Regions from separate parts of the Mus musculus genome. Here all the other regions are linked to region 3. The links are chromatin contacts, called in public HiChIP or PLAC-seq and promoter capture Hi-C maps. All regions are on one chromosome and are shown on one strand. The core of a region is the stretch at or near the end of the contact, and the rest is flanking DNA. Distances in the headings are between cores, read along the strand shown. Region 1 holds the start of Neurl1b (neuralized E3 ubiquitin protein ligase 1B). Region 2 overlaps Itpr3 (inositol 1,4,5-triphosphate receptor 3). Region 3 holds the start of Atp6v0e (ATPase, H+ transporting, lysosomal V0 subunit E).

Region 1 (2,908 bases), core at 80-2,579, 260 kb before region 3:
TGTTGCCCTGAGCCATTTTATCTAAGTGAAATTCCTCAACTCCTTTTATAGCAATGGCGACCTCTCTAAGGACCCCAGGGTCATACAGAGTGAAGGCCTACCCAGCTAAAGTACCTTTGCCCACCAGAGTTTGGGGTGAAATTTTAAATAACTGAGAGCACTTGTAATTGAGAATTAGAAACTCAGTACAGAATAGGTCTGGCCATGGCTTCCTGGGGAACAACAGAGGAGAGTCTGAGGACAACGAGAAACCAAGGCAGGAGGCGGTCCTCTGAGCACCTCTTTTTACTCCGTTTCAGAGGGAGCTTGCCCTCAGCCACTGGGAGATAGGTTTGGACATCTCGTCTACCCACTGACCCTCGGTTTACCCTGTCTGTGCTGTGGAGGTAATAACCCTGCTTCCTAAACTGACGAGAGTACTGAGTATGGGAGTCTGAAAGTAATGGTTAGGGACTGGGTCTCCTCACAGAGTCATTACACCTCCCCCACCTTGGTGTGTTAGTCTGTGAATTGGACTAGGGGTGGCATGGGCTAGCTGGCCTTTTATAGAAGAGTAGCCAAGGCTGGAAGGTTCTGAGAAAAGATTTATGCGGTGGGAGTGGATGCACCTCCCCCTCTCAGCCCCCTCCCCCCCCCCAACGCCGCCGCCTCGTACCTCCTGGCAACACTACCCACCTCACATGCCACCTCGTTCTCTCAAAAACCCTCAGCCGGCCCTATCTGACACTTCAATGTTATTGTTGGTTTTGACCACTATGTGATCTTGATTGCTAATTTTCTCTTCCTTGAGAGCAGGGACTGCGTCTGGGGCTCAGCAGAGGGCCTGGTACATAGGGTGTGGGCAGTACTTTAATGAAGAAGGCACAGTGAGCTCAAGTCTGGGTCCCGCCCCCCCCCCTAAACAACCACTACATACTGAAGTCTCTCCTCCTAGGTATGCGGCCTAGGGGATGGAGAAGTTCCCCATCCCTACCCCCCACCCCCATCTCACCCTGGATGGACTGTCATGGAGCCCTTGACACTGTCTGGCGTGACCTGCATGTGTGCGCGTCGTCCCTGAGTCGAGGCACCACCCAAAGTGGCCGAATGCCTGGACAAGGACTCGGCACCCGGCGACCCATCCCGATTGGCAAAAAGAGCAAGGTCGGTGCGCGCGGGAACGACGAGGGCAGGAGGCCAGCCCCGCCTCTCCAGCGCGCTACCGGTGCAAACTTTCAAAAGACGCGGCGGCGGCCCCAGCCCCGCCCAAGCACGGTTGGTGGCGGGCGCGGGGGCGGGGCGGGCGCGCCCGGGCCGGTGGCTCCGCCTCCTCCCGCCGCCGCCCGCGCCGCCCATCTGCCGCCCGCCGGTCGCCGGTGCAGCGGCAATGCCCCGCAGCCCGGCCGCGGCCCCCGGCCCGCCCAGCTAGCCCCGCGCCGCGAGTCTCGGAGTAGCGATGGGCAACACGGTGCACCGGACCCTGCCAGGTACGCCCGGAGCCGCGCCCCGAAGTGGCGCGGAGCGCCTGGTCCTCCCCGGGTCGTCGCAGCCGCGGAGCCCGGGTGCAAGCCAGAGCCTGGTTGCCGGAGCCCGAGCCCCGGAGCCGCACCCCTGCAGGGATGTGCGGACCCCTCCTGGTTTTCCTGGCCTTGGCCGTGCGCCCCACGCCTTTGTTCCAGCCGGAGGTCGCTAATGAGCGAGCCGGAGGGAGGTATCGGGGCTTCCCCCGGCCGGAACCCTTCAGGGGGGTTGCAGGGCGCGGGTGTCCCGGGTCTCCGCGTACAGTCCACAGGCGCCCCCGGCACACGTGCTAGTTCTTGGCGGCGTTCCCACGCGCGCCCGGCTGCGCCCCGTTCGGGTGTCCGTTCTGTTGGGGGCCCTCCCAGCCCCATCTGAGCCATTGCTGTGGGGCGCATCGCCCCCTAGTTAAAAGCGCCCTAGAATTTCCTAGACCCGAGAAAGGCGGTGGGCGAGGGGCGTGGGGCGGGCGTGCGGAGGCCGGGGGACGCCACGCCTCGCTGAAAATACCTAGTGATGGTGGAACATGTCAGCGCGCCGAGGCTGTCACTGCCTGTCTGCAAAGAATCGTCCTCCTAAGAAAAGACACCCCGATTTTACACAAGAAGTTTAACCTCAGTACAGGAGAAATGACCCGGTGACAGGCAGTGGTGGGAGACTGCATGGGCCCTGTCAGCCTGTCTGCCCCGCCCCTCACCCCCACTGTGTCCCAAGTCTTCAGAAGTGTTTGGGCATAAAACTGGGCATTCGGCATTCGCAGCATCCTTAAGCAGAGGCTCTCTCTCTCTCTCTCTCTCTCTCTCTCTCTCTCTCTCTCTCTCTCTCTCTCTGTGTGTGTGTGTGTGTGTGTGTGTGTGTGTGTTGGGGGAGGGTAGTTCAGAGAAGAAGCAAGTTGGCTGTAGGTCAGATTTAGCACAGCCCAGCTGACACCCCATCTCTGTTCTGACACCCCCACAGCCCTTCCTCCGGCAGTTATCCTAATAGAGTTGTCTCTTCCCCTGGAAGGGATTGGACCAACCTGAGACCTAAGGACCACTGGGGAGACAGACAGCCCCTTCTACTAACAAGCCCCTGGGTGGCTTTTACTGGATCATTCCTAAGGTCAGCCAGGTGGAGTCACAGGCTGGTCAGCTTCAGAGGTGGCTTTGGAACCTGGGTCTGTACTAGACAGAGTGATAACCGCTTCTTGCTAGGCTGAAGAGACCCAGCCACCGATCTGGAGGGACCTGAGGTCACATCAGAGATGGCAGTCACAGAAGCCCATGACGGAGACACAGTACATACTCAACTAGAATTCCTGTGCTATTCTGGTTGGTTTTTTAAAAAGCCATTCTGCCACCTGTGGGTCACACTTGGAGCAAGGCAAGGGACAGGCTGTCTCACCAGGTGCTCACACATTGCTGGGGTGCCC
Region 2 (2,913 bases), core at 394-2,893, 440 kb after region 3:
TCATCTACCGAGAGGAGACGCTGTTTAATGTCATCAAGAGTGTGACCCGCAATGGCCGCTCCATCCTACTGACCGCCCTGCTGGCCCTCATCCTTGTGTACCTCTTCTCCATCGTGGGCTTCCTCTTCCTCAAGGACGACTTCATCCTGGAGGTGGACCGGCTGCCCGGGAACCACTCCAGAGGTCTTGGGGACTTCCTTTCTGGGGTGGGTGTGTGGGGTGACAGTGGACACGCACAGGTGACTGGTGGCGACACCAGATAGGGCGACAGGGCGTGCTTAGTCCTCCAAGCTCCTGCCTTCTTCCTGTTGGATTTTGGGGAGGTCTAGCCTACGTCAACCTGCACCCCCATGCATGCCTGTGAGCTCGATGCAGTCAGAAGGGTGGGCAGAGCCTTGACAGCCTCTGGCTTGATTTGCATCTGTCATTCGTGCAGAGCTTGGTGTCTGCAGGGGCTGCCTGGGTGTTGGGTCCAGAGTCAGAGACCCTACTATCTGTGTGACAGTCTCTGTGTGAGCCAGCAGGGCCAGGAGCGGCTTCCTGGGACAGACTAGAGAAACACTATGGTCAGACAGACATTGGGATCCTTGTGACCTTGTTGCTGTCTTCTCTAGCCAGCCCCCTGGGGATGCCACACGGAGCTGCCACATTTATGGGCACATGTAGTGGGGACAAGATGGACTGTGTCTCTGAGGTCTCAGTGCCTGAGATCCTAGAAGGTGAGACCGGCGTCTACAGGATAGGATGGGGTGGGTGGGGTGGAATGGGCAGCCCCGGGTCCGAACATACTGACCACCCGCAGAGGACGAGGAGCCCGATAGCACGGAGCGGGCCTGTGACACTCTACTTATGTGTATCGTGACCGTCATGAACCACGGACTGAGGAACGGTGGTGGCGTGGGCGACATCCTCCGCAAGCCCTCCAAAGATGTGAGCACCTTCCCACCCGTCCCGTGGATGCTCCCACACCCAGCCAGTTTCTGTGACACTGTCCAGAGCTATCAGCTTCCCACCCCAGCACACTGTAGAGGCTACAAGGGTCACCACGGCAACCAGTCTTGGCTCTGAGGCTTGGGGAGGTGTGGGCCATCAGCAGTCAGTGGCTTCCTCAGCCTAGAGAGGGAGGACAAGGTGGAGCCTCAGTTTGGCTTGGGCGGCCAAGCTGTGTCCATCACTGATCTCTGGCTTAGACCAAGGTTCTGGAATGTGAGAGGCGCGGCATCCGGGCTGCTGATCCGGGAGCTCGCAGCTGCCCCCCATCCCCCTTAACCAAGTTAGAGGCAGAAACAAGCCCTGTTTTGTAGCAGGACTTGCCACACGCAACAAACTTGTAAGGGCTTCCTCCTGGTCAGCCGTTTCTAAATGTTAGCTGGTGGCATCTTTCTGGTTGGCAGCTGGGGGTCACTGTTGTCTGTTGTCTCTCTCGGGGGCTTGCGGTGATTCTGTCCTCACGGTGTCCCCGTGCTCTGCAGGAGTCGCTCTTCCCAGCCAGAGTGGTGTATGACCTTCTGTTCTTCTTTATCGTCATCATCATCGTGTTGAACCTCATCTTTGGGGTGATCATCGACACCTTTGCCGATCTGCGCAGCGAGAAGCAGAAGAAAGAGGAAATCCTTAAGACCACGTGCTTCATCTGTGGTGAGGCTCACTTCCTAGCTCGGCTGTTGGCTTCCCACTGCATGGCTGGAGGCATCTGAGCCATGGCACCCAGTCCCACCCTTGCTGACCTGGCCTGAGGTGGATCACTGGGGCCCAAGAAGCCACTGCTTTGAGCCCTCGGCCTTCCAGGAGAGGAACTTGATGCCACTGTGGTCTCAGGCTTCTGGTTTTAGTCCATTGCTCCTTCTGAATCCAGTCATGTCCTCACCAGTGGCCAGGGCCCAGAGAGCAGGGCTCACCTGGCAGGCCATGCTGTTGACCCAGCTGTCACTGTCACTGCTGGGCTCAGGTAATCCTGATGTTCCCAGAGTCCCTAGCGCTTTCTCTGCAGGAGGGCTGCAGCCACGTGCGGTGGTGTCCCCACCACTAAGCATTGGAGCTTGAACAGTGACCCGCATCACCCAGGAGAGCTGTTAGGAGCAGTCCCCATGGTGGTCCTCAGTGGTGGCCCTCCTTCTGCCCCCAGGTCTGGAGAGGGACAAGTTTGACAACAAGACAGTGTCCTTCGAGGAGCACATCAAACTGGAGCATAACATGTGGAACTACCTGTACTTCATTGTACTGGTCCGAGTCAAGAACAAGACAGACTACACCGGCCCCGAGAGCTATGTGGCTCAGATGATCAAGGTGAGGGTGTCCGTGCGCCCGGGCTCATTGACACCTGGGAGGAGGCACAACAGCTGCTGGCCTTGGCCTGAGGGGTGGCAGCTGCAGTGGCTTGTGGGGTCAGCCAAGGAGTGAGGAGCAGCTGGGGCCAGCCCTCACTGTGCAAAGCCCTGCTGGCCACCACCACCCGTGGGTGGACCCACACTCCTGCTATATGGAGAAAGCAAACATGCAATGAATCTGTCAGCCCCAGAGAAGCGTGGTGAACCAGCTTCCCCCCTCACCCCTGCACAGCAGCAGTTGGGGGGTTGGGCAGTGGAGTGGGGAGACCCCACTGAGGGATGTAGATTCCCCACAGGACCTCTTTTAGAAAGCACAGCATGGGAGAACAGCTTCCTAAAGTCAACATTGTCCCAGTCAGAGAGAAAGCCTGGAGCAGCTTAAAAATACCAGGCTTAGAGGAATTAAAACATAATCCTCCTAATTTCTAGTCACTGTGGCAGTGCCGAGTTTGGTCTAGAGAGGTTTAACTGTTGGTCTGAGAATTCACAGTTGTGACAGGGAACCAGCAAACTGCTTGGCTCGAGCCCTTCTCCCCTGCTTCTCTATCTCGGGAAGCATGGCTTCCCTTCTTTCAGAGGCTCCCCC
Region 3 (2,806 bases), core at 99-2,598:
TGCGGCCACTACAGCTGGCTCAGTTAAAGTCTGAAAATCATTTGCAAAGATGGTACAGCTGCTGAAGGGTCCAATTAATTCAGGAATCCATTCTACTTGATGAAGAAATCAGGAGAGGTGGCTACTACGGGGAAATGGATCCACAGCCAGCACACTGGATTCAGCTGCCAGATCTCCCTTTTCATCTTGCTCTGTCTGCAAGCTTCTGCAAAACCAACCTCAGCTCAGCATGGTGCTTCACTGGCAATCCCAGCATTTGGGAGCTGTTGTGTTCCTCATAGCAAGTCCCTGGCCCCAAGGGAAAAAAAAACCTCCAAGAATTGCTCCCCTCCTCTGTGTCTCAGGAAGTTCATGGTGCAATGAGCCTACAATTCTGGCGAGCCACAATGATATTTCTGGCTAATTCCTATTCTTGTTTGTTTGTTTGTTTGTTTCGAGACAGGGTTTCCCTGTGTAGCCCTGGCTGTCCTGGTACTCACTCTGTAGAGCAGGCTGGCTTCGAACTCAGAAATCTGCCTGCCTCTGCCTCCTGAGTGCTGGGATTAAAGGCGTGTTCCACGATGCCCGGTGATAATTCCTATTCTTTTTTTTTTTAAGATTTATTTATTTATTATATGTAAGTACACTGTAGCTGTCTTCAGACACACCAGAAGAGGGAATCAGATCTTGTTACAGATGGTTGTGAGCCACCATGTGGTTGCTGGGATTTGAACTAAGGACCTTTGGAAGAGCAGTCGGGTGCTCTTACCTGCTGAGCCATCTCACCAGCCCCGATAATTCCTATTCTTATTGAAACTGTTGTGACAACTGGCGGGAATGCAAAGTAGGGCCTGGTCATCCTCAGCTGTCCATCTTCTCTGGAGATGTGACCTCTCTCAGATGGCTGTCAGATTTACTTCTGTAACTCAGACCCTGGCACTCTGTACAAGACACACAGCAGCACCAACGATTAAGAGCCTTACAACCGTGAAGTTACTTACAATGCGACTGTGATTCTTCACTTGCAGCAGAGATGGCGATTGTGAGTAGTTCATGGGCTATGGAAGAATGCAAAGCAGGAGCCTAGCATACAAGACTCTAGAACAGTAGTCCACTATTGTAGGTTTTACTTATTTATGTCTGCGCGTAAAATATAGATAAAACTGTAAATGACACATCACCAAAATGGGCCTAAGTTCTTTCCAGAAAACTCTGCTGGTCCCCTCCCCGGTGGCTGGAGGTTCATCTCAGTCAAGCCCCATGGAACCACAGCCTTGAGACTAGCCAGGTAAGGGCGGGGCTCTAGTCTAAGGGGCGGAGTCCGACGGTCGAGTCACGCCGCGCGCAAAGGGCGGGGCTTTAGCGCGCCGATCACGTGAGCCTCTGTTGACACTTCCGGGTGGGACGAGAGCGAGGCTCCGGACCGATTCGGCTGCTGGGGCGCAGGCATGGCATACCACGGCCTTACTGTGCCTTTGATCGTGATGAGCGTGTTCTGGGGCTTCGTGGGCCTCCTCGTGCCCTGGTTTATCCCCAAGGGTCCTAACCGGGGGTAAGTGCGCCAGGTCCAAGGTGGTGGGAGCGGAGGACCCCGGTGGGAGGATCACGGAGAGAAGGATCGTACGTGGAGGACTACGGCGGGAGGATGAGGCGGGGTGGACCACAGAGGGGAGGACCGCATGCGCTCCTCAGAGCCTGTCAACGTCCCCGGCTGGAGGGTGAGGTCACCTTTGGCGGCCCCTCCCGGAAGTGAATTTTAGGGAGTGCTTTTTGTCTTGATGGACTAAAAGTGTGCACTTCGACTGAAGAGAAATTAGGGCGCCTCCCAAGCCACTGTCGCTGCTTTGGTTCTGTCTTTGATGCACGGGAGGCTTTTTGCCTAAACCTCAAAGAAAGGGATCTGAGAACAGAAATCTCCCTCTCGCCCCCTTGCTGTCGCAGTTTCGGACTCAGACAAGCTTGATGCAGAGCGTTAAGTTCAGCCTTTGCAGCTAGTGGGCCCAACCCAAGCCAGGGTGAGCCTGATCTAAACGAGGTTAAATCACCCAGAGCTGAAGGCATTGTGTAGAAACCTCTGCGTCATACCTTCCAGGGCGCTCCTGCCCTTACTTGTAAACAGTATTTACAGTGGTTGGCCAAGATTTTCATTCCCCCATCTAAGGTTTGCAGAATACCGTTTTCTCTGTTTGGAGATAAACTTCTGTATTGCAGTGTAAAAACAAACCTTTTCAGAGGAGCCTAGGGCACCCTCTTTCTAGTTCCTCTTTTGAATTAAGTAATTTTTTCCCTCTCACTCAAGATCATGTGGAGGTGACACTTGATCTTAAGTAGTAGTGTGTCAGAAACGTCTCTTGCTTTAATGGTTAGACACTGAATGGTGGGTACATAGTGTTTAGCTCCACAACACTTTGTAGAGTAGACAATGTTTACTGAGTGGGCCATTTTGATTAGAGAAAGTTTTACTGTGGGTTTCTTTGTTTTGGGGGGGCTTTGGGGGGTTTGTTTGTTTGTTTGGGGGGGGGGTCAAGATAAGGTTTCTCTGTGTAGCCCTGGCCATCCTGGAACTCACTGTGTAGACCAGGCTAGCTCAAACTCAGAAATCCACCTGCCTCTGCCTCCCAAGTGCTGGGATTAAAGGTGTGCGCCACCACGCCCAGCTGAAGTTTTACTGTTTTGTGATATTGGCTTCTATTACTGTCTGGAATACACTGACTTTTAACAGTGTTTTTTCTATTAGCCTAAGAAAGCACTTTTAAAGATGTATGTATTATTTTATGTATATAAGTGTATAGCTGCATGTATGTAAGGGCATCATGCGTGCAATGTC

The links. Promoter capture Hi-C pulls out the DNA fragments that hold promoters and counts their contacts. HiChIP or PLAC-seq counts read pairs in DNA pulled down with a chosen protein or histone mark.
Region 1: a promoter capture Hi-C map of the SN4741 cell line shows a contact between it and region 3, with 2.9 times the contacts expected there. The contact joins the promoter of Neurl1b here to the promoter of Atp6v0e in region 3. A contact is called at or near these places in 6 of 39 promoter capture datasets (the SN4741 cell line, embryonic stem cells, liver and 1 more), 5 of 115 datasets of contacts at active chromatin or transcription factors (bone marrow-derived macrophages, embryonic stem cells, epiblast stem cells and 1 more) and 4 of 9 other capture datasets (adipose tissue, liver, macrophages and 1 more).
Region 2: a contact with region 3 is called in an H3K4me3 HiChIP or PLAC-seq map of bone marrow-derived macrophages, with 2.6 times the contacts expected there. The contact joins the enhancer-like site here to the promoter of Atp6v0e in region 3. A contact is called at or near these places in 5 of 39 promoter capture datasets (the 3T3-L1 cell line, the SN4741 cell line, liver and 2 more) and 1 of 115 datasets of contacts at active chromatin or transcription factors (bone marrow-derived macrophages).

What each region holds. Positions count from the first base shown.
Region 1 is chr17:26,413,530-26,416,437 of GRCm38.p6, forward strand. It overlaps Neurl1b (neuralized E3 ubiquitin protein ligase 1B), which reads left to right and starts at 1,330. Exons shown (of 5, transcript NM_001081656.3): 1 at 1,330-1,466. The coding sequence starts at 1,436.
Region 2 is chr17:27,117,743-27,120,655 of GRCm38.p6, forward strand. It overlaps Itpr3 (inositol 1,4,5-triphosphate receptor 3), which reads left to right. Exons shown (of 58, transcript NM_080553.3): 52 at 1-183; 53 at 615-719; 54 at 803-930; 55 at 1,473-1,638; 56 at 2,126-2,286. Among named protein-coding and RNA genes, the nearest start is that of Uqcc2, 15 kb to the right of the region's middle. Within about 2 kb of position 1,644, at least 59 of the 459 cell types and tissues checked have an H3K27ac peak or open chromatin away from gene starts, as enhancers often do. A contact at or near this core is called in bone marrow-derived macrophages, where this site is marked.
Region 3 is chr17:26,675,048-26,677,853 of GRCm38.p6, forward strand. It overlaps Atp6v0e (ATPase, H+ transporting, lysosomal V0 subunit E), which reads left to right and starts at 1,349. Exons shown (of 4, transcript NM_025272.2): 1 at 1,349-1,531. The coding sequence starts at 1,428.